Linked DNA regions of Mus musculus: region 1 is linked to region 2. The links are chromatin contacts, called in public promoter capture Hi-C maps. All regions are on one chromosome and are shown on one strand. The core of a region is the stretch at or near the end of the contact, and the rest is flanking DNA. Distances in the headings are between cores, read along the strand shown. Region 1 holds the start of Jak1 (Janus kinase 1). Region 2 has its middle 69 kb from the start of Ube2uos.

What was found. Promoter capture Hi-C pulls out the DNA fragments that hold promoters and counts their contacts.
Region 1: a promoter capture Hi-C map of hippocampal neurons shows a contact between it and region 2, with 3 times the contacts expected there. The contact joins the promoter of Jak1 here to the enhancer-like site in region 2. A contact is called at or near these places in 5 of 39 promoter capture datasets (embryonic stem cells, hippocampal neurons, maxillary cranial neural crest and 1 more) and 3 of 115 datasets of contacts at active chromatin or transcription factors (embryonic forebrain, embryonic midbrain and embryonic stem cells).

The regions. Positions count from the first base shown.
Region 1 is chr4:101,263,420-101,267,318 of GRCm38.p6, reverse strand. Jak1 (Janus kinase 1) reads left to right here and starts at 2,037. Exons shown (of 25, transcript NM_146145.2): 1 at 2,037-2,277.
Region 2 is chr4:100,594,653-100,598,963 of GRCm38.p6, reverse strand. No RefSeq gene overlaps it. Among named protein-coding and RNA genes, the nearest start is that of Ube2uos, 69 kb to the right of the region's middle. Within about 2 kb of position 2,208, at least 23 of the 459 cell types and tissues checked have an H3K27ac peak or open chromatin away from gene starts, as enhancers often do. A contact at or near this core is called in hippocampal neurons, where this site is marked.

The DNA of each region.
Region 1 (3,899 bases), core at 788-3,287, 670 kb before region 2:
AGTCTTCGTCATAACAAATGTTTTTATAAGAACAGCAAGCTTTCTATATATAGTAATAGAGAGACAGACAGACAGACACACAGACAGTACAATTCATAACAGGTGCATCTGAGCCAAAGTGCTTCAGGTGTTGCTTGCTGGCAGTGTGTGTTGTGACAGTCCTTACAGGTCCAAGTGTGTGTTCAGAACCAAGGCTGCAATGACATAGTTGGACACAATGGGCAGGCATGGCTAGAAATACCTCAGATTCATTATGTTTGATTTTTAAATTATCTTCGGGTTGTTACACATTTTAGAAACCTTTTACTTAATGACAATTTTGTGAGCACCCCACACTAAATCATGAAAAAAACCACAGGTTTGTAACAGGGCCCTAGACCTTAGCACAACGGACTCCATGATGGAAGTGCTATTCAGGGTATAAAACTCACCACGTAGACACTACCACCTGCTAAAAATGAAAACAAAGGCCCAATCCATCAAAGGCCATGGTTCTGGGAAAGTCTCTGAGTGTGCTAACCTTGCTTTTTGGCATCTGTAGCTCTGCGTCTGGCTAACTGTTCTTGTTAACTGAAGTATGTCAACCCAGGGCATGGTTCTTGTGCTTACAAGCTCACCCTGAGAAAGACTCCGGTCTACACTGGGATCCTGAACACCCACTGTAGTTGCTGGTCAGCTAAGAAAGTCTTTCTAAAGGCTTAAGCCCATGTCTGATCAGGTCTTCTCTGGCAAACACCCCACAAGTTTAAGATGCCAGAATGGAAGACACCTGAGAGCTACAGGGTTTTGTTTGTTTATTTTGTTTTTGTGGATAGGATAAGACTGAACAAACCTACTGTGAAAGATTATGATAATGAAAACTCAAAAGCACTGGACACAGATTAGGTAGGAATGGATGTTAATTCTTATTACTCTTTTCCATAGTTTGTTTCTCTCCCCTGCTCCTTTTGGAGCTCTTACACCACAGAACAGAGGCTGGGCCTGAAGAAACTCGTGGAAGCCGGAGGTTTTGTTTCTGGTTAAGTCCTCATGATGGTTAGTATTGTCAGTTTGACTATTAGAATCACCTAGGAGATCAGCTATACCTGTGAGGGATTGTTTAGATTAGGTTACCCCTTGGCCATGCCCTTCAACATTACCTAGATTAGGGTCTCCTAGAAGACTTGCTTTGCGCAGGGATTCTGTAGACTAGTCTATCCCCTTGGCTGTGCCCTTGAGGATTATCTAGATTAGGGTAATGGAGATAAGATCCACTTTATCTGTGGGCAGAACCATTCCATGGACTGTGGTCCTGGATTTAATACCCAGGAGAAAGCTAACACAAGAATTCATCCTCTCTTCTTCCTGAGCATGCGCGCAATGTGACTTTCCACCTCAAGTTTCTGTCATCACGACTTCTCATCATGATGGTCTGTGTTCGCTCCAACTGTACAGGGTAATAAACTCTTTTTTCCTTAAATTACTTTTGTCAAATATTTTATCGCAACAACTGACAAAGTGACTTTCGTTCTTGCTAGGCAAGTCTTTCCAGAACCATCTTCTAGAGTGGCTGGGATGGGGCAGATGTAAACACACAGGGCACGGATAATGCCTCCAAGGGCACAGGTTGCTCCAGAGGGCAAATTCTTATTCCCTGCGTGAGTGATTTCATCGCTCCTCTCCTCTCCTCCCTTCCCCTCCCCTCCCCTCTCCTCCCCTCCCCTCCCCTCCCCTCCCCTCCCCTCTTCTCTTCTCTTCTCTTCTTTTTTTCTTTTTCTTTTTTTTTTGGCGGGGTGGGGGGACAGGTCATTTCACAGAGATCCACCTGTCTCTGCCTCCCGGAGTGTTGGGATTAAAGAAGTGTGCCAGTATGTCCAGTTTGAGTTCAATTCTCACAAGCTACTTGGTAAGCGGAAGCGAGCGGAGACACTTGCTGGAGTGCGAGCCTGGGCAGGCGGGGACTCCAAGGTCCTCAGTCTTGGGTCTTGGCTCTGTCCAATTGTAGGAGCAGCTTCTGACGTCACGGGGGCTGGGCCGTACAAGGGGCGTGATCGTTCAGAGTTGGAGGGGCGGGGCGCCGGTGCGTTTTTAGAGCGCAGGCCGCCGCAGCCGCGGAGTAGCCGGCAGCCGCTGACGCGCCGCGGGGTCCGCGCCCAGCCTCGCTCGTCCTTTCGGTGCCTCTCCTTAGCCGCGGGTGTCCACGCCGGACCCTGCACGGCAGGCTGAGTTGCCTGCCAGACTCCTGACCCAGATCGACCCTGCGCCAAGGAGCCGCGCGGCCCGGCGCACACGGAAGTGGTGAGTGTCCCGGTGGGGAGGTGGAGACCGCCGTGGCCAGCTCGGGGACCGTGAGAGGGGCGCGGAGCCGGGCGGCCGAGCGGCCAGGGCGGCCGGGGCGGGGATTTCCAGGCGGCGGGGCTGCCGGGAGGCGAGGGAGGGCCGCTCCGCTAACAGCGGCCCGCTCCGCCGACATCCTGTTTATGGCCCCGCGGCCTGCGCGCCGACGGCCTCTGGCGCCGCAACAGCCCGGACCGCAGGACTCGCCGAGGGTCGTGGCCCGCGTTCACCCCTGGTCAGCTCTTGCGGGGGTGGGGGACTTTTGGGGTTTGGGTCTGCGTGGGGGCGCGCCCCGGGAACTCCGAACCGCAGCTTGCCGGAATGTAGCATGATGGAGGGCCATGGGTGAAGGGAATGGGGAGAGACGACTATAGGTCCTACCCGAAGGGACCCGATTCATCGAAACTGGGACCAGTGTCTGTGGCTCCCCAACTCCTGGCTCCGGTTCCGCGCGAACGAACGCCCCCGTCGACTCAGAAGCAGTAGGCACCCCTCTGGAGACACTCCCAGGCTCCTAGGATGATGAGTGTTTATGAAGGGAGTTCTTTAGGGAGACTAGACCAGAGGTGTGGTTATCTCCTGGTGCCTGTGTGCCCCCTTCGGAGGTGTATCCTCTGTGATTTCTCGGGAACTAGGACTGGGCCCTAATAGTCTTAATTCATGGCTGTGACCTGTCTTCTGCCTCTGCTTGGATACATCAGTATCCATGCTATTAAAATTCCTCCCCAGTCATAGAGCTCAGTCGCAGGTATTTACGGTAGTATAAAATTACCTTTACTTCTTTCAGGGAAGAAGGCATTAAAAACTTGGGCCGTTAAATAAGTAGAATGCTGAGACAGATAAAATTATCTAGTCTTTGGGTGTTGCCTTCCCCGTTTAAAAAGAAAATGTTTGAGTTACGGGTGGTGTAAAAAACTTTTTTCTTTTTCTTTTTAAATGAACATTTTGCATTGATTAAATTTTTATACCTTCCCTTTCTAAAAACCACATTTTGTGTTGCCTATTGCTTTTGCTTGTGGGGACTCTGATGTTTTCCAAGTACTGGAATTTGGGGCTATGTGGAGCAACTATGATCTTGTTCAAAATGTCAGTCAGTAGTACCCAAGTTGAGAGATCATGTGTGGTTACCAGGTAAAAAATTAGACTTGGGGCCCTGTGTGCAAAGTCATTTCATCCCTGGCTTCAGTTTTCCAACATCTAGGGGATACTTTTTTATTGAGTGATCGGTTTGTTCTCTTGTGCATCATGGTGAAGGTTAATGGAGACTGCAGGCCAGCATTTAGACAGTTCTGGTATAACATGCTTTATAAAATGGAATAAATGCCTCTTCTGTATGGATTGAGATCATGTAGAAAGAAACAGATACATCATCCTAGAGGGAGTGTGAACATTACAAATAGTAATCATAACTTAATTCTAGTATCATATTAACTTGAACTGTATTTCAGTTTGTCTACACTGCTGTACTTTTTAGGGGAGGGAGTTGCTTAGATTTTTTTTGTTATCCTTTACAGTGAATACAGCTAGTTCTGTTTCAGTCCCATTTCACAGCACACAATTTACTGGCTTTGGGAAAAGATGTT
Region 2 (4,311 bases), core at 959-3,458:
ATATAACTGTAGCAAAGCATCATATTGTACAATGCAAACATATACATTTTATTTGTGAATTAAAAGAGATAAATGAAAATATGCATTTCAGTGGCTTCTAACAGCTGAATCAACAACTTTGGAGGTAGCTGGGGCTGGAGAGCCTATGCTTCAACAAACGTGTGATCTATCGGTAACGCTGAGACATACTGGTCAATGTCCAAACCGGCACGCACTCCTGAACCTTTTGGGGACTTTCAAGCCAAGCACACAGCCTTTCCTCTCCACCTCACTCAGATCGTCATTCATAGAAGAGTTCAGTGTTGATTTTCCATACCGGAGCTTCCGGAGCGCTGCTCTCTGTGCCTTACCCCACCTTTTCCCCCCTGCTTAAAACCCATTTCTCACAGCTCCATGAATGTGCACGATGAACCCTGACCGCCCTCTCCTGCTCCCTGAAAGAAACTGAAATATGGAAAGTACAACTTCCGGGTTTAAATGCAAAGCGGTGCTAAGGCTGTGATGGAGTACGGAGGCCACCGTTCAGTTCAGTTAAAGATTCACTTCTCTTAGCTGTTTCCATTGCAATCCATTGGCCCTGCAGCAGAGCCAAGCACACACTTTCTGTTATTCAGTGTCTTACCTGTGTAATGTCACCGAGCTCCCTGAGCACTTCAGTCCCTTGGCCCTTAGCAACTCAGAACACCGAGTTTTCCTGGAGGTGTCATAAACCTCTGTGCTCACCCTTGCGCTTACCTATACCCATCAAGACTAGTTCCAAAGCAAGTGAGGCCCGGAGCTCATGTGACAGAACACAGGAGGACCATTCTTTCAGAAAACTCCTCCCCACCATACTTGCATAGGCACCCATGGCCCCTGATTTCAGAAGGATACATTTTCTTTCTTCCAGAACAAAGCAAGCATAGCATGAGCACATCACCGTCTGCAGTGCTAGTTTATCCAGTTAGCTCAGATAGCACACACTAGTTTATCCAGTTAGCTCAGATAGCCCTGAGAGTAGAACACGTGTCAATCAAGTTTGGACAGCTAAGAAGGCATCCTGGGAACCAAATGGATGGCCTTCAGGGGCTCTCGGAAGGCACTGTGAGATTAATGCATTCACAGCACGAGAGGTGTAGGCAGAGCAGAAAGGTTTGATCAAGCTGGGAAACACAGAACCAAGCTTTTCTAGGGATGTATGGCTGAACTAAATATCTGATCACTAAACTCATTTAATTTCAAATTCCATACCCTCTCTTAATCCAAATATTTTAATATGCTGATTCTTTTTAAAGTCACTTATTTACTTATTTGTATTCTCATGCATTTATCTGTGTGTGTACGTATGTGTTTGTATGCAGACATGTGTGCCACGGTGCACATGTGAAGTCAGAGACAACTTATGGGACTCAGTTCTCTCCTTCTACCATGAGGATGCTGGGGGTTGAGCTCAGGTCAGCAGGCTCAACAGCCTGAGCCATCTGGCCAGCCCAATCAACACTCCAGCCCTTCCTGCGACTCATTTGATTTTGCATCTTCTTTTTACTCAAAAACAGCAACTTTTCTCTTCCTGTCTTTGAGAAATTTCAATTTACATTTTCCCTTAAGGTTTCCTTGGTTTTTCACTACTTCAGCTCTCTTCAAATTTGACATATGATGGGGGAGGGCGGGGGAGGGAAGACAAGGAACAAGAAAGGATTCTGAGTCAGAGCTCATTGCTTGCAGATTCTCTCAGTGCACTCCCTGAACCATGGTGTGTGTGTGTGTGTGTGTGTGTGTGTGTGTGTGTGTGTGTTCTCACTAGTGCTTGTAAGAGAGGTATTGCATTTCAGGAGAGTGACAAAGACAGGCAGGGTAAGAGGTGAATCGGATTCTCCTTAAAGAGAATTAGCGCCATATTATGCAATTATATAACATGGGGCTTCGGTTATCATTTGTTTCCTTTCACTTTTTCTCCTTTTTTCTCTTCTCTCCCTCTTCCTTAGGTGGCTTTGAATTGCAATAAAGGCTAAACAATCTGTCATTGTAGGTGATCTGCACACAAGCTGCCAAGTTGGCTGCCATGACTAGTCCTAATGTGATCAAAAGCGCTTGTGTTACAAAACCACTGAAAAAAACCTGTTTCTACAGGAAATAGAAATTGATTAAAATCAGGCCTCCCAGAATGCCCTAGCTGATAGGCTGGCAGTCTGCCAGGTCACTAGGCTGGCAGAGGAGGAGGTGAACAGATGCGATGTCCCACATCCCAAGCAAGAGCTGGGGGCTGGGGGTGGGGCACCGCAGGGTACTGTAGAGGCAGCTGTCGGACAGGCGAATCTCCATGAAGTTCCAAGAGCTTGGGCTCTAAACCCAACAGAGGTCCTTTCTCCTGTTAGCTAACCAATCTCTGCAACAGAAACCTCTTCCAGTGAGGTGAATTGTGAGCCTGAGTGATTATTTGGAACTCATTTGCTGCTGTTTGCTGGAAATGGTGTTACTCTATAACGTAACCTGTCCTGGAACTCACTACAAGCCTGTAGCAATCCTCCCGACTCAGCATCCTACATGCTGGAGCTACAGGTAAAAGTAACCAAGCCTAACTGGCAAATGACAAATGGCAAATGGCAGGTGTGGTTATTGTTGTCTCCTCCCCTCCAGTGTGGAACACCCAGGATGCCGGGATACCTCTGTCTGTGCAGCTTCAGGGAGGGTCCACTAGCAGAGGATTTCTGACTGCCCACAGCTTCTTCCAGTTGCACGATGACAAAGCCCACTATTATGGTCTACTTAGACCGCACTGGCTCTGGCTGCAAGAATTGTTAATTACATCAGTTAATCCCCACAGGCCTCTCTGAAGTTATTACCATTCTTATTCTTAGCTACCAGGGTAGGGGCCTGGGTGCAGAGAGGTCCAGTGTACACCCAAGGCTAATGGTGGGTGGGCGAGCCCCAGAACTTAGCTATGTTTGTGGGCTGTTGTGCAGCACGGTAGAGCTGGGCTCTTCCTTGTGGATGGGCAGAAGTCTTGGCCATGTGCCTCCTGGAACCTTAGTGTTAATGCCATGGTGGGAATTTGGTAAACTTGAAGGGCAGACATTGCAGAAGAGGGAGGGGCTGTTCAGGGGTGAAGAGCAGATCGCTGGCAGGAGCGGAGGTAAAAGGGGTTCCTTCAACCCCACTCTCCCCCTACATTCTCTACCTTGTTCCTCTTGAGTTTTCTGGGTAACTTTGGGTTTCATTTTCTTGCTTGTCCCCCCTACCATGTTCTGACATCCTTACTCCCATCTCCCAACACAGCTGATCCCCACCTCCATTCCCCATCCCCACTCCCCAAGCCCCTGGAGTGTTCTCTCCTGCCCTTCTGGCTGGCATTTTCTGGAACCACCAACAGGTGGTGGACTTTACGGATCATCTAACTGCAACTCCTTAGTGAGCAATGCTATTATTTTCTCTGGTTCTGATGTGATATGAAGAAGAGAATGCAGAGGGTGCTTTTCTCCGTTCCTGGTTATGACTGCCATAGCTTCTCATTTGCTAACTCATTTATTCAAATACCAAAACCATCCGAGGCACTTGCCATCCCTACTCAGTCTCCCCTGCTGGCAGATGTAGCAGCACTATGATCACTGATCACTCTCACGCACTTCCTCTCCTTAAGTGATACCAGAAAAGAAGAAATAAACAACAAAAAAGGAACTGTGCTCTGTGTGTGTATGTGTGTGTATGTGTGTGTGTGAGAGAGAGAGAGGGAGAGAGGGAGAGAGAGAGAGAGAGAGAGAGAGAGAGAGAGAGAGAGAGAGAGAGAGAGAGCATGCATCTACAGAGCATCATCTCAGCTCATGAGTCACATGATCCAGGGATTTTTACATCAGCATTCAAATCTGGTTTGAGAGCCTAGTGCATGTCTGCTGGTGTCAGGCACAAGAGACACAGCATTGAGGAGAAACAGCAACATTCTTGTCCTCATGGAACACCATATCTCGAGCAGGGGTTCTCAACCTCTTGCAACTTTTTGGGGGATTACATATCAGATATCTTGCATTACAATTCATAACAGCAGCAAAATTACCATTATGAGTAGCAATGAAATAGTGTCATGTTTGGGGGGGTCACCACAACATGAGGAACCACATTAGATGGTAGAAGCATTAGGAAGGTTGAGAATCCCTGCTCTGCAGGCAGGAGGAATCGGGGTAGATCCCCAAGTGTGATTATGTTGGGTGACTTTTAAATATATTCACATTGTAGGATGGAAACAGCTTCATTTTAACTAAGCCACAAAGAAAGCTTGTTCTTGGTCTCACACCTTGAAATGAGCTGCTCTAGCCCATCTAGGAGAAGCATATCTTTAGT